2 separate regions of the Zea mays genome follow, and region 1 is linked to region 2. Evidence: chromatin contacts called from public Hi-C data. All regions are on one chromosome and are shown on one strand. Each heading gives the region's core, a stretch centred on a gene start, on an enhancer-like site or on the middle of the called end of the contact. The rest is flanking DNA. Distances are from core to core; before and after follow the strand shown. Region 1 holds the start of LOC100383749 (C2 and GRAM domain-containing protein). Region 2 holds the start of LOC103641440 (oligopeptide transporter 5-like).

Evidence for each region. Hi-C and Micro-C count contacts between places; a contact is called where the count stands out from the background.
Region 1: a Hi-C map of root tip shows a contact between it and region 2, with 5 times the contacts expected there. The contact joins the promoter of LOC100383749 here to the promoter of LOC103641440 in region 2. A contact is called at or near these places in 5 of 25 Hi-C or Micro-C datasets (ear, leaf and root tip) and 1 of 3 datasets of contacts at active chromatin or transcription factors (leaf).

Annotation. Positions count from the first base shown.
Region 1 is chr1:187,378,940-187,381,639 of Zm-B73-REFERENCE-NAM-5.0, forward strand. It overlaps LOC100383749 (C2 and GRAM domain-containing protein), which reads left to right and starts at 1,392. Exons shown (of 9, transcript NM_001355451.1): 1 at 1,392-2,383. The coding sequence starts at 2,035.
Region 2 is chr1:187,179,915-187,182,614 of Zm-B73-REFERENCE-NAM-5.0, forward strand. It overlaps LOC103641440 (oligopeptide transporter 5-like), which reads left to right and starts at 1,451. Exons shown (of 2, transcript NM_001346987.1): 1 at 1,451-1,768; 2 at 1,849-2,700. The coding sequence starts at 1,678.

The DNA.
Region 1 (2,700 bases), core at 142-2,641, 200 kb after region 2:
TTCGCCCCAACAGCGGGCGGCGGCGTCCCGTGCACGCTTCTGTAGCCTGGCCCAATTGTAACCGTCGCTACCCACAACCCATAGCCCGCGAGAGTGGACATTGACCACGAGTCTGTTCGCTTGGCATTAATCCATATCAACTTCTACTATAGTGTTTTTGTCTCTATATATCGCAGCTGCAGCAGTTTAAACAGCCAGTAATTCGAAGCGAACAGCCACAACTATGTCTGTGCTATTAGAATTTGCTGTCTTGGCATGTCTGTATTTTTTATAGATGATTGTACGAATCTATAATAATCTAAATAATTGCCTTACATCGTAATGATTTGGATTATGGATTATAAAGTTGAGTAGGTTAAAATTAGCTGAGAAATTTAGAACGGATCAGGGTGTTTGAATGCACTATAGATAATAGTTAGTGGTTAAAATTAGCTAGAGACATTCAAACATCCTAGCTAATAGTTCAGCTATTAGATATTTTTAGTAAATTAGGTACTAGTTAGCCAACTATTTGTTAGCTAGTTAATTCTACTAGTATATTTTTAGCTAACGAACTATTAGCTCTAGTGCATTCAAACACCCCCTAATAGACCAGCTAAATCGTTAGTTATATCATTTAAATTGCTATTTAGTTATTAGTTGCAAGCTAACAACTTATTAGTTGATTAACAATTAGCTCTAAAGATTTAGAGGGACCTAAGATATATAGATTATAATAATTTATTCTCTTGGTCCTAGAATGTAGTCTCTCTTGCTAAATCCAACTCATATATCCTGATATCCATTCGCTCAGTCAAAATGTGGGAAAACTTTTATGCACCCTTGTTTGTCAAACGTTGAAGTAAAATGTTTGACAGTTTTTTTAATCTTATTGTCGAGCTTTCATTTCATTTTATCAGGGCAGCAAGGTAACTGGTTTTTGCCAGCTTTTGCTCTTAGCACCAGCAGCATAATAGCAAAAGTGCTGATTTTTTTTGGGTCGAGGCATATTGACAAAAGTAACCACATATCGTGAGACAAACTTTCCCTCTCGTGAACAGCAAACCAAAGATTCATCTGGAAGTTAATTGAATTTTACATCGAACCAAAAAAAATCACCTGTTAACGCTACTAAAAACGCCAAGAATTCACTTTTTTTTTCCTGAACGTTTGGCACTCGCAGTAATGGAGCAAAGCCAAACAGAGCCATAGCCGTCAGTTATGTGCCGTAAACCTGACGAGTTTCTCCAAAGGTCTTGCGGTTTCAAAAGGCAGGCGACGGCGACCCGAACCGCGGGGAAGGGCCGAGGAAACAAGATTCGCGAGGGGGAGAAAAGGAAAGGAGAGTAGGAGACAACACGAGGCGCCGAATCGAAACAGGGAAAGCCAAGGCCCCTCCCCCGCGTACGCGTCACTGTGCGGCGCCTCCCCCTTCCTCGCTCCGCTTTCTGCTCTGTTCGTGTGTGAGTCGTTGACGAAACCCCAAGTCCATGTGGGAGGTTTTGACTTGATCCAACCAAGAACGCGCATTTCAGCCGTAAAATACTCGTACCGGTTTCCAGGTCCGGTCGCGTCTTGCTCTCTTCCGTCCCTCATTTGCCTTCCCGTCCCTGCTATTCGCGTGTGGGCCTTTGCTTACCCATTCTTGCTTCCGCTGTCTTTGCTGCGTGTAAATCTGATCCAGTACTTGTGTGTCCGCGTCACTGGGGATTCTTTACTTTAAGTTGGATTTGGCAATGTCAATGGAAGGAGCGATATCTGATCTGAATTGGTGACATTTCTTGCTGCTGCTTTGGTCCTGGGGTGGGCGGATTGGAGAGCGACCACTGTCTTGCCGGTTGCTTTTGGGGTAGCTACTGTTCTTGTGAATTTCTGATGCGGAGTTTCGCTCAGGATAGGGAAAGGAGTGATCTATAGATTTCTAGGCTTCTGTAGGGAAAGAAGTGATCTTTGATAGATTTCTACGCTTCTGTTGGCGATTCCTCTTCATCTCAACTTGGGGATTTCTGCCGAGGAGACTTTCCTGACTGGTTTGGGTTCAGCTGAGGAGCAGAGATGAGGTTGTCTGTTCGTGTGATCGAGGCCCGCAACCTGCGGGCCATGGACTCCAACGGCTTCAGCGACCCGTACGTGAAGCTGCAGCTCGGGAAGCAGCGATTCAAGACCAAGGTGATCAAGATGAACCTCAACCCGACTTGGGATCAGGAGTTCAGCTTCCTTGTCGGTGATATCAAAGATGTGCTCAAGCTTGATGTCTATGACGAGGACATCCTCCAGATGGATGACTTCCTGGGCCATTTGAGGGTGCCATTAGAGGATGTGCTGTCTGCCGATGACTTGTCGCTTGGTACCCGGTGGTACCAGCTTCTTCCCAAAGGCAAAACCAACAAGACCGTCGACTGTGGTAATGATGGACATTCATCTAGTTTTGTTCTTCATTTTTTGTTTGTTATATGTTCAGATATGCATCCTTCTGTTGAAGGCTAAAATGAGCCTTGCGGACGGTCCGGCCCTGAGGCCGGACGGTCCGCGGTCCGGACGGTCCGCGGTGGCGGCGCGGACGGTCCGCGGTGGCGGCGCGGACGGTCCGCGCGCGCGCAGAGTCAGTTAGGGTTCCTAGTTTCTCGCGGGATTTGTTACCTAAAACCGCGGGATTAACTCGGGAAACAGTTGGAAACGGATCCAGACCTCCCCCTTTATATAGATGAAGGGCTACGGCCG
Region 2 (2,700 bases), core at 201-2,700:
GTCGCGGGGAAGATGGGTATTTATAACAGACAGTTCACTGGCGGTTGGTTTGAAAAACCGCCAGTGGAAACCTATTTCCACTGGCGGTTATCTTAACACAACCGCCAGTGGAAATAGGGTCTTTACACTGGCGGTTCTGTTACACCAACCGCCAGTGGAAACCTATTTCCACTGGCGGTTGGTGTAACAGAACCGCCAGTGTAAAGACCCTATTTCCACTGGCGGTTGTGTTAAGATAACCGCCAGTGGAAATAGGTTTCCACTGGCGGTTCCTAAGTCGGGTCCACCTTGTTTTTTTTACTGGCGCGTGATAACTGAAACCGCCAGTGATAATTTATGGGTGCCGCAGGCTTTGAGCTCTTTTCTACTAGTGGCACGAGCAGAAACGTAGGAGAGCTGTGTTCTCATCGGTCCAGTCTAGCGCGAAACAGGCCCTTTACGTCGTCCCGGTAACCAATCACACAGTATGTGCTCTGGTTGGTTATGACAAGTGGCATTGCAAGCTAATTAATAGAGTGTTTGGTTTGAAGAATAAACTAGTCCATCATCTTCTTCTTACTTTTTTATTTGATTTATGGAATGAAATGGGTTGGATCTATTACCACCACATTCTCTATAGTTAGTTAGTACTAATATGGTAAATATGGCTATCCCAGCAAATTTGAGAAATATACCCATGATACACCATCTTATTTTAGATTTTAGATGGGGTGATTTCTTAAACCAAACGTCCCCTGACTCTCACGGCTCCATCAGCTACCTCTCAGAGCTGTGCTGCTGCTTGACAGTAGTTTTCTAGGCATGGCACCAGAACCAAACGTGAGAAAACCCGCGCGCTCCAAGGACAGCATTTTGCCTATCACAAGCACAGTATTTTTGGTGGTTACTGGTTTAGCCACCACATAAAATTTCTGCAACCAGTTTCAGATTTTAAACAGTATATATATATATATATATATATATATATATATATATATATATATATATATATATATATATATATATATATATATATATATATATATATATATATATATATATATATATATATATATATACACATTGACGGCATAAGCGTCTCAGATCTGTCATTAAAAAAAAGTACGTCAGACCACTTGCTAGCTATTACTATTCTATAGTAGGAGCAGTTGCTATACTTTTAAGGATGTATTGTACTAACTGTATTATACTGACTACTAGTAGCAGCTTAGCTAGACAGTACCAGCAGTGCTTTTACAGTTGCCTTGCCCCCACCCAGTGCCTTTTTGTCAGTACCGGCGATCCTCATGACATCATAAATACCCGAGCTCGAGCTGTCCCTTCTTCACAGCTTTGAACTGCCTTTTGTAAATGCTCCTACATACGATGCAGCAGTGCAAGGCCGCCCGGGACCATGCATGTCCCTTCTTCATTTCACTCACTCACGCTCTTGCTTGCAAACATAAGAGAGGTCACAGGATGAAGACGACGATGGCGCTTTCTTAACCTGTCACTTGTGGCTTTGCAGGAGCTACTAGCTAGCTACCAATCAACACGGCCCCTAATTGGCCTGTCCATCTTATTGGTTGCTGTGTGGGGGCGCCCCGGCCCTGGCCCCTCTACAGAAAAGCCTGCTTGCTTTTGTTTGCTTATAAGGACCCCCAAATCTTAGGTGAGAGGTTGGCAAGCTGTCTCAGAATGGAGCCGGTGGAGCCTCAGCAGCAAGTGGAGCTCAACCGCCTGAATGCCAGCTCCAGGCCAGGCACCAATGGCGGGAGTGCAAGAACAGGCGAGAGCTTGCTCTTTCCTCTCTCTCTTCTTGACAGGAACTTCTTTTTAATTTTGCTTTCTTTTGCTGGCTGACTGCAGAGAAAGAAGAGGAAGTAGACGACTGCCCCATCGAGGAGGTCCGGCTGACGGTGCCGATCACCGACGACCCGGCATTGCCCGCGCTCACGTTCCGGACATGGTTCCTGGGGCTCCTCTCCTGCGCGCTGCTGGCCTTCTCCAACCAGTTCTTCGGCTACCGCCAGAACCCGCTGTACATCTCCTCGCTGTCGGTGCAGATCGTGGTGCTGCCTCTCGGCAAGCTCATGGCGGCGTGCCTCCCCACCAAGGCCGTCCGGGTCATGGGCCGCTCCTTCTCCCTCAACCCGGGGCCCTTCAACCTCAAGGAGCACGTCCTCATCACCATCTTCGCCAACACCGGCTCCAACTCCGTCTACGCCGTCGGCATCATCACCATCGTCAAGGCCTTCTACCACCGGGAGATCCACCCGCTGGCCGCCATGCTGCTCACCCAGACCACGCAGCTCATGGGGTACGGCTGGGCCGGCCTCTTCAGGAAGTTCCTCGTCGACTCCCCCTACATGTGGTGGCCGGCCAACCTGGTGCAGGTCTCCCTCTTCCGGGCGCTGCACGAGAGGGAGACCAGGAGGCCCAGGGGAGGCACCACCAGGCTGCAGTTCTTCCTCACCGTCCTCGCCACCAGCTTCGCCTACTACATTGTGCCCAACTACCTGTTCCCGACCATCTCCACCGTCTCGGTGGCGTGCCTCGTCTGGAGGCGCTCCGTCACGGCGCAGCAGATCGGGTCCGGCGTGTACGGCCTCGGCGTCGGCGCCTTCGGCCTGGACTGGGCCACCGTGGCCGGGTTCCTCGGCACGCCGCTGTCGACGCCGGCGTTCGCCATCGCCAACATCATGGCGGGCTTCTTCCTCA